3 separate regions of the Mus musculus genome follow, and regions 2 and 3 are each linked to region 1. The links are chromatin contacts, called in public promoter capture Hi-C maps. All regions are on one chromosome and are shown on one strand. Each heading gives the region's core, a stretch centred on a gene start, on an enhancer-like site or on the middle of the called end of the contact. The rest is flanking DNA. Distances are from core to core; before and after follow the strand shown.

Region 1 (3,170 bases), core at 239-2,738:
CCAACTTAGACTGCAGCCACCACTTTCATATGGATACAAATCTGAAAGGAGCCGAGGGGGTGCAACATTGTTAAACAGAATGAGAAACTGCAAGGATGAACAGCAAGGCCATGCACAGAAAGCAACAGTGAGCTATTAATATATGCCGTGAGTCAGCCTGTGAGGGTCCCTGAGTGCCAATTCTATGGAAAATTCAGTAAGTGGCAAGAAGCCATTTTAGGATTCTAAGGATTCATGCCTGGAGCTTGTGTTGGGGCAGTAAAGTTACAACAATGGACACACCATGCTGTGAGAATGAGAGACTAGCGGTGGTAGCTTTACACTGCTGAGGGGAGATAGATGCTAATGCCCTGCGGAATCCTCTACATGAAACAGAGGGAACTGAATCCAAGAGTGCAAATTCAGTTTCATGGGAGAGTAAGCTCACACCATTATCAAGAAGATCAGACAGCTGAGGCTAGGGATCTAGCTCTGTAGTAGAGCACTTGTTTAACATGAAATAAGTCCTGAGTTGAACCTGCAGCTAGCACCTATCCCTATCTCTGCCCTACTCTCTGACATCTGCTTTTATTTATATGCATACCACCCATTCGTTATGTGCAGAAAGAGAGAAAGAGGGGGAGAAGGGAGGGGAAGGGAGAAAGAGAGAGGCCCAGGTTCCAAGTAGGTACTACAGAGTATTACTAATGTGACTGAACAAGTCATGAAAGGGATATGTCATTAAAGAAAAGCACTGCCAGGAAATGCTGGGTTATTTGTAGCTTCCTATTTCTGAAACGCAGAGATTATTTTTAGAAGCTCCATCTAGCTTCTCTCATATGAACCAATGCTCACAGAAAATGATTTGAGTGGTGTTTTCAATCTCACAAAAACGATGGTATAAACAGTGCCCATCTGCCTATATAGCAAATTAACTGCTTCGTCCAACGGACGCCTTCGGGCATCAATGCTTAAATTTCTTCTGGAAATGTGCGGACGGCTGCTGGAGTCTCGGATGAAGTAATGTCACCTAGGAGGTCAGAGTATTTCATGAGTAGACACTATTGTACAGTTTCCTAAAAATCTACCTTCTCTCTGGCAGACTGATCGCCAACCACTAACCCTGTGACAAACAGTTGAAAAGCAACACAAACGCAAACCTTTAACACAAACCGCACCCAACAGTGCGTTTCCTCGCGGGACCAGGGTTGCCTGGCCAGGATGCTCTAGGCAGGAGGGTCGCCTGCGCTGGAGTCCCACCCACTCGAACCCGGCCCCTGTGGGCAGTCGCCCCGCAAAACAGCCGTACCCGGCGTGGGCTCGCCGGCCTCCAGGCTGTCGGAAGGCCCCGTAAGGACCCCGTCTGGAGGCGGTGGCTCAGGAACACTCATATCCCCGCACTGGGCGCTGCGTGAGGCGAGTGCTGTGGAGAAGTCACAGGCAAAGAAACCTAACGCGTTCCAGAGTCCATCCGGACGAAAGCCGCCGAGGCACACGGAAGTGACGAAAGCGGAAAACCTCGCTTTCCGACGCAGAACGTTACTGCAAGTCCGGAACGCCCGCCCCCCCCCGCCCCCCCCGTGTCAGCGCCCTAGGCGCAGCCGTGCGCGTGCGGGTTCGGTTTCACAGAGGGTGGCCGGCGGAACCCGGAAGAGAGGTTAGAGGACCGGATGTCGCCATAACCGTGTGAATGTCCCCAGTGTTGTGTCCAGTTTATAACTCGGGCCGCTAAGTGAGTCAATACGAACTCTGAGCTTGAGCGTTGCTGAGGATCTCTTCCAGTGCTTGGAAATGACGTAAAGGCTTTCTTGGAGCATCATTTGGACAAATTAAGTCAAATTACCAAAAGCACATGCTGGGCTCCTGTAAGATGATATCATGAGTTCTAAAGGAAAGTATGTAGACTTGGACAGACTCAGCTCCACAGCAAATGTAAGGATTCTCGACCCTTTTGTAAACTCTGACCTCTAGTAGCATCTCTAGTTGCTCCTCAGGTTACCTGTTCAGTTTTCCATATTGTAGCCAAAGCTATCTCAAAAAAAAAAAAAAAAACTAATATAAATAAACAAATAATGCCATGCCCCTGGAATGCACTGGCTCCCTATTGTCACCATCTTATGTTCAGTTTCACTTTAGCCACTTTTCAAGGGTAACTTCTCAACTCTCCACGGTAGAATGTCCACAGACTAATCCTTGAGACTTCTAAATATATTAGAGGGCATGGCAACGAATAAAAGCTACTAGTTAACATAACCTTAAAATAGGAAGGGTACTCCAAGGACCCAAGGTAACAGTCTGTAAAACTGATGGGGTGGGGCTGTCTGAAAAAAGATTTGATTACAAAGGATGATTAAACAAACACTGATGGGTTTGAAGACAGAGGAAGGGAGTCATTATTCTGGATGGTGGGTGACCTCCAGAAAAATTGGTAACCAATTCCTCCCCTAAAGCTTTTGTAATGGAACTCAACCCTGTGAGGTTGCTGAACTATAGAATGTGTAATAATTAGTGTTGTCATACAAATAGGAAAACAATTTATTACTCTTCAAACATCTTGTGCAATCTGGGCATTGTACGCTGTCCATTGTGCTTGTTCCTGTTTCAAACTAGAGTATCTTTTTCAAAGGCCTATTCATCTTTTAAGTGCTCTAGGATAATATCTTTTTTATTGTTTTGTTTCACAAGGTGAGGTGTCCTGTAGCCTAATCTGGCCTTAGACTCAATATGTAATTAGGGATGGCCTTGAATTCTTGGTCCTCCAGCAGACACGAGCCAGCACACTCAAACACACCTTTACTGTGGACACCATTCATTATCTCATTATTTCCTCCCTTTCATTCAGCAGTCACAGTGAAGACATTTCACAACAACAAACATCCTCCTGCCATTTAGCACTGAGCTCCTCCTTGCATTCATTATTTTATGTTTTCTTCTTTTGAATTAAAAATGACAAATAGAAACTCTTATGCATAGAGTACCAAAATAATTCTCGATAAATTTGCTAATTGGTGAACTATTGATGCCCTAGCCCTAATTCCAAACTGTATATTCCAAAGTCTGAGTTATACAACATGGTAAACATGATGAAACACCTGGCACCCTTGCTTGGTTATAAGTTTCATGTACTAATGGTGTTGTGGTGCCCTTTGGAATAGAGCCATATCCTATGAGTTTTCATTGGCTCCTTCTAT
Region 2 (3,170 bases), core at 361-2,860, 3.4 Mb before region 1:
GATGAAGGACTCTCAGCTTGTAGCTAGTTGGAAGGGAATTCTGATGGTTCAGTGTGTGACTTGGAAGAGGCTGGGACAATTTTGTGACTGAATTGTCAGCCTGTGGATTCTGACATTGTCTCCAGTAGTATATAATAACAATCAATGACAACAAGGACATAGATGCATGTAAGTATACCTATACTTAACATCAAATACGTGCAGGGCGATGCAGCTGGAGTTGGGTGGGGGAGAGTTGTAAAGAATTAGAAAACAAGGGCGGTTCCTAGGGCAAATAACTAGCATCCTGATGGTCTACTCTGCAAATTGGGCTGAAAAACTTTTTTTTCCACTCAATTTCTCTAAAAATAATGATACTTATGCAGTTTCATCCTGTCTGCTTTGCACATAACATCTATTTTTAGGCTCAAAGTCAGATTCTAACTCAGTTATAAACTCACACAAAGACAATCTTTTACACTTCTGACTACTTATCCCTGGGTCCACATATTTGATATGGACAAACATATTCATTTGGAGGCACTTTTCAATGAGGCAAAAGTACAACTCTTTCCGATTTACCTATTCTTGATTTTTTTTAGATAGATTCAAATACTTATCAACTAAATTGAAACCACTCTGTAGAAGGCATCCAGGACTTATCTTTCTACTCAACTTTGGGGCACTACACAGATCGGCGGAACAAGGCTACTTTTTCCAACACACTAAGCTGATTTGCCTCCCAAGGGAATATTCTTTAAATTTCTCCTATTTTGAATTGTGGACAAATTCAGGACCAGATAAGACTGTTTTCAATATTTGCTTGTGAAGTACTAAGAACTGATCGTATAATTTGATGAGGTACAATATCCCTCTCGCCCCCCCCCCCCTTTTTTTTAAACATCCAAGATACCACCGCCATTTTTTAAACACAGAACTTGACTCCCTTCCCACAGAACACATTATATGACAGGCGAAATGTCTTGGAAATTTTTGCATTTGGAGTTCAATCATAAACAGCCCTGAAATGCTGCAATCTTGGGCTCTTCATCCTTACCCAACCTCGTGGAACTAGCAACGCAAAGTGTTACTATACTTGTCTCACATTCCCAAGAAATAGACACACAAGAAACGCGTCTGCTTATCGGCTGACGGTAACAGCACACATCTGGTTTCCTTTTCCCGCGACCATGCCGAAACCACGCCAAAGCCTGAATTACAGATCGGTGCTCACAGGGAGCTGGCCTTGCCAGGAGTGAGCAACGCCGACTCGGGAAGCCTAATAAGGCTTCATTTAGGCCCCAGACCACTCAAGTCTTGCCCCCACGGGCACGCCACACGCAGCACTAGCCCGCAGTGAGACCTCCGCTGGGCCTGGCCGGCGTCCGGCCCGAGCCACCCGACCCGAGGGGATGCCGACCTGCACCACGCTCAACTCTCGGTCCGTACCGCCTCCGCTCCACGCGCTCCCCCCCGGAGCGCTTTCCGCAGAACACCGGAGGGCGGGGCCTGGCGGTTGCCAGGGCCACGGGGAAGCTGACCACGGCGCATGCTCAGAGGGAGAATCCCGTGGGCGAGCAGGAGGAACTGGTTCGGAAGTCCCGCCTTCGCTTCCCGGGTGACCTGTTCCAAAGGAACCGTCAGCTTCCTGCTGTGCCGCCCGTTGTGGGCCCCCAGCGCAACTGGGGACGTGTTCCGGAACAGCCTTTTCGAAAGTAGTTTCTGTGAGTTAGTGAGGAGCTAGTAACACCGCTTTACCTCCCCAAATACTATATTTACGAGATCTCAGACTTGTAGCTTTAGGTGGTTGGTAGTTCAAGCTTGATAGACTTCTTAGGAAAACCGTTTATGCATTTTGTGCTTTGCTTACAACACGCAGAGTTGACACCTACTGTATTTTTCTTTTATTTTTTTTTAAAGTCTAATATATGTGGATAAGTGATTAAATTATTTTTCTATGCTCCACCTCAAAGAAACCTAAACAATAGTTGTTAAATTAGAAACAAAACTGTCATATATCAAGCAATTTGTTTAATGAGTGGAGAATTATGAAATTAACCAATGGGAGAAAAAGAACAGCCTTGTGTGTAATCACGAATGACAAGCCAGGACACTGATATTTACCACACCAGAATTTATATAAAAGTTTTAACAGAAAAATAGACAATGGTTAACATGAATTCCCAGGATCACACCTGTAAGTAGGAGAAAGGCCCATTTCCAGCCTGGTCATGAGTGGTAGCTTCTACTTGAATAGGAGAGACAGAGACAGACAGACAGAGAGACACAGAGAGGAAGAAGAAGAAGAAGGAGGAGGAGGAGGAGGAGGAGGAGGAGGAGAGAGAGAGAGAGAAGAGGAGAGGAAGAGAAGAGAAGGGAAGGGAAGGGGAAGGAAGAAGGGGAAGGGAAGGGAAGAGAGAGGAGGAGAGGGGAGGGGAGAGGAGAGGAGAGGGGAGGGGAGGGGAGGGGAGAGGAGAGGAGGAGAGGAGAATCCCTTCTGTCACTCTTAGCAGACTGAATAGGTCCCTTAATGTTTTGGAGACCTCAACTCGAGCCAAACTGGTATTCCTGATTTGGATACAGAAAAGGAATTTCAGAACTAGTGAGAGTGAGGTAGAAATTAGACCATGGATATTTGAATTTAGACTTTAAGCAAAAATGTTTTAATAAAGAGAGGCATGCAGAACAAAAGTCATTCTAAATGTCAGCCAGTCCACTATACCTTCACTTATCAAAACAGAAAAAGAAGTTACTAACCTTTTGAGACGCAATGTGAGAGCCACCAGAATGGTATTCATATATGTTGAATGCTAAAACAGTTGAGAGTCTACTTTGAGACCCACATTGACATGTCTACCTGCCTTAGGAATTAAGCTTTAGTTATTTGTGCACAACATCACAGTTAGGCATCAAACAGTGAGGGCCTGAACATCAGAAAATGGGATATTTGACTTTTAATTGTTAGCCCTTTCAATTTTTGGCTTTGTTATTGTCATCTTTACACCTTGCCCTGGAAGTGCTTACATGTTAAGTATGGGTAGTACAGGAAACATTATGACAAATTTTAGGAACCTCAAAAGAGGCTGGGGGAGTCCATGAAGCCAAATCCTGATGAGTGGTTGGAGTCTAGGGAAGAATTTCCAACTGGACAGGGTGTTGCATAGGATATGTCGTTTCACATCTTGACTTAT
Region 3 (3,170 bases), core at 254-2,753, 3.1 Mb before region 1:
TTGCTTTATATGTATCTTTAAGTTGACCCAGGGAATACAGAACATTAAAGCTGAGAGTTGGTATACTTGTGTCCATGATGCTATCCTTTATTATGTATTTAAGTTTAAAATTTCTTGTGATAAAGTGTTGATAGAAAAGGCTATTAGTAAAACTGTGTGGTTATAAGAAAGGTGATATTATTGCTAGAAAACTGTGACCAAAATGATGTTTCCTTGAATGGTTACTTCTTTAAGCCATCTGAAATTCCTTCTTCTAATATTTTCCTAAGTAACAATTAGGTGTTAGGCTAGAGGGATAGCCCAGCAATAGAACATTTACCTAACACACACAAGGCTAAGTTCTTCCCCCAGCTCAAAACATAAAAAAAGAAAAAAAAATCAATGTTAATGATATACAATGCAAAATCGTTTGAAGACTTATTTTTTAACATTCTGAATGTACAGCTATAAATTGTGTTCACAGTGTTTTCAATATAAAAATAATACAATCGTTGACCTTAACGTCTTCTGACAAGATTTTTAGAACCAAGCAATTTCTGGCTTAGAAACAAAACCAAAAGTATCCTGTTCTCCAGTGGATTCAGAGAAAAGCTGGTAATGACATCAGGTACAACTTCAGAAGTCACTGGAGCACAGCCAAGCGGGGTCTGTAAGGATTCAACCCGAAGGTGTGAATGTTAATGCTGAACTGTGCTCAACATCAGCTGTGCATGATGAAGATAAAATCAGGTAATTTTGTTTGATTTGGTTTTGTTTTTTTGTTTTTACCTTTGGTAATTTGGGCATGTTTAATTCATCTGTATAGATAACAATTGGGCCTAAATTCTAACCTATATCTACTTTATAACTTTATAGCATTTGTGTACAGAATTTGGAAGGTTTCTCCAAAAAGGGGGATTGCCTTATTTCCACATTTTTCTTCACTCTGAACTCTAATGGTTTTCTGCGACAATGCATTTTTAAAAAATCTGTCACCAACTGTTACTTTCATTTCATCCTAAAAGCAGTTAATGCACGTTTGTGATTCATTAAATAATTGAACAATTGATTAGTGCATATCCAAACCGGGATATCCACAGAACTGTTTTTGTTAACTACAAACATAACTTTACTAGACAATTGTGTTGCTGTAAATACACCACTGTAAAAACACCACTACAGGGTGTTGAAAGAAAACACATAGATAACAATGGTAGAGGCACGCTACCTTTCAGATAGGTCGGGCATGTTTCATTAGAAACAGACGGTTCCAGAGTCCCAGGCAAGGAAGGAGACAGTTCCCTCACCTAGGACGCTGGATACAGCTAGAAGGTTTTCGAAGCCCCTCAGATAGGACCCGCAACGCCCGATTTCGTAGTTGCTACGCTTAGTTGCTAAGACACAAACTGTCGCTCAGGAAGAGCCGGCTGTGCCCTCCCTTTGGGAGCCGTAGTAAATCATCTCAGGGTCGAGCGCTTTAGTTCCGGAATGAGCTTTATCTTCTCCTGGAGAGACCGGAAGACGAGGAGACTCGGGAGTGACGCTTCTGGGCCGCGGAGCACTGTGGGAGGAGGCTGTCTCTAATTTCTCCTCTCCCCCTCCCCCCTCCGGCCAAGATGTCTGACATGGAGGATGATTTCATGTGCGATGATGAGGAGGACTACGACCTGGTGAGGCGCAGGGAGCGGGCGGGGGCTGGAAGTGGGATGTGGCGGTGGTGCCAAGGCCGAGAGGCTGCAGCTCCCTCCCGGGGCTCGTCGGCCCGGTTCCGCCCTGCCCAGGGACAGGTTTCCCTCCTCGCCTGGCGTCGCGGGCCTGTGGGGCCTGGGAAGAGAGGGAGAGAGGCGGCGGGGCCGCCCTGGACGCTGGGCCCAGGGATAGCGCGGGTGACTGGCCGCGGCCGGTTCTCGGCGCCTCTCTGCCCGCCACCGAGCCTCCACGGCCCGGCGCTTAGGTCTGGGCCCTAGGGGGCCCATCTCTTCTCCACTCTGGACCTGAGCCGGTGCCAGATGCTGGAAGAGTGAAAACTGGAAGAGGGGGGTGGTCCATCCTGCTCCCAGACCTGACTGCGAAACTCGGGAGTCTCCCCCAAAACAGCCTAAGAGTCTCGCCCAGGGTCAGTTTGGGTCCCAGGTTAAGGCTCAGAGCAAGAGTAGGAGGAGTAGTTAAACGACTCGTCCCGTCCTCTAAAACATGACAAGCTCCGAAGAAAGATTTGCTTTTTGTTTGGTTGGACTGGGGAAAGGTAGGGGTTAAGGGAATTGGAACCAATGATCTTTTTCCTTGATTTAAGAAATTTCCCAGCATCCGTGTTTGAATCATCAATGGCATAAAAGTAAACAAACTTGCCTAGTTTGATTGGTGATTTCTTTTCCATTTAAGGTTTAATTGTGAATGGATTTACAGGTTTTAAACTGTACCCCATGATTTATGTTGATAGTCCAAAACGCATGCCTGTGTAAGAACTAAGAAAATTATCTTGATCCCAAAATTAGTGTCAGTTTTGTTTCTTAATTGGGAAGCAATTGTTCGGTTTTTAGAAAAATCCGATGATAGTGCAAGCTGTGGTGTACATGCTTGGAGAAGTCTGGGTCGTCTTTTTTCTTTTCTTTTCTTTTCTTTTTTTAATTTTGAGGTTTATTTATTTTATGTATATGAGTACACTGTCTTCAGGCACACCAGAAGAGGGCACCAGATCCCATTACAGATGATTGTGAGCCACATGTGGTTGCTGGGAATTGAACTCAGGACCTCTGGAAGAGCAGTCAGTGCTCTCAACCTCTGAGCCATCTCTCCAGGCCCTCTTTTCTTTTAAGTGTCACATTCTCAAAGCATTAATATTTTTATTTTGAGGTAATGGTGTAACATCTTTGTATAGATGAATCTGTAAATCATTTGCAATTTTTAAAAAAGGTTTTCATTTTACAGAAAGACATATTTTGCAGAAGGAAGTGCTGTGACTGGAGAGTCATAGTAGATGCTTGGTGATTTCAATACAGAATTTTGTTATTTATTCAATCACAAGGTAGTTGTAAACAGATACTAAACTCTTGTTTTGCTTTTGTTTCCATTACAAGTAGTTTTTAAATTGTCAGATATTTCTTTTGAATGTTTGTAATTTTAGCTGGTAGTGTTTTTAAAATTTTCACTTACCTCCTTTCCTAATAGTCTATGAAATACATGAACTTTTA

Evidence for each region. Promoter capture Hi-C pulls out the DNA fragments that hold promoters and counts their contacts.
Region 2: a promoter capture Hi-C map of pre-B cells shows a contact between it and region 1. The contact joins the promoter of Fam227b here to the promoter of Bloc1s6 in region 1. A contact is called at or near these places in 5 of 39 promoter capture datasets (the C10 cell line, the HPC-7 cell line, cranial neural crest and 1 more), 6 of 484 Hi-C or Micro-C datasets (CD4 T cells, liver, muscle stem cells and 3 more) and 1 of 115 datasets of contacts at active chromatin or transcription factors (astrocytes).
Region 3: a promoter capture Hi-C map of pre-B cells shows a contact between it and region 1. The contact joins the promoter of Cops2 here to the promoter of Bloc1s6 in region 1. A contact is called at or near these places in 1 of 39 promoter capture datasets (pre-B cells) and 1 of 115 datasets of contacts at active chromatin or transcription factors (astrocytes).

Annotation. Positions count from the first base shown.
Region 1 is chr2:122,736,823-122,739,992 of GRCm38.p6, reverse strand. It overlaps Bloc1s6 (biogenesis of lysosomal organelles complex-1, subunit 6, pallidin), which reads right to left and starts at 1,488. Exons shown (of 5, transcript NM_019788.3): 1 at 1,289-1,488. The coding sequence starts at 1,370. It overlaps Bloc1s6os (biogenesis of lysosomal organelles complex-1, subunit 6, pallidin, opposite strand), which reads left to right and starts at 1,631. Exons shown (of 2, transcript NR_156706.1): 1 at 1,631-1,911.
Region 2 is chr2:126,150,444-126,153,613 of GRCm38.p6, reverse strand. Fam227b (family with sequence similarity 227, member B) reads left to right here and starts at 1,610. Exons shown (of 17, transcript NM_029455.3): 1 at 1,610-1,703. It overlaps Dtwd1 (DTW domain containing 1), which reads right to left and starts at 1,473. Exons shown (of 5, transcript NM_026981.2): 1 at 1,400-1,473.
Region 3 is chr2:125,857,415-125,860,584 of GRCm38.p6, reverse strand. Cops2 (COP9 signalosome subunit 2) reads left to right here and starts at 1,503. Exons shown (of 13, transcript NM_009939.3): 1 at 1,503-1,649. The coding sequence starts at 1,596. It also overlaps a transcript of Galk2 not described here.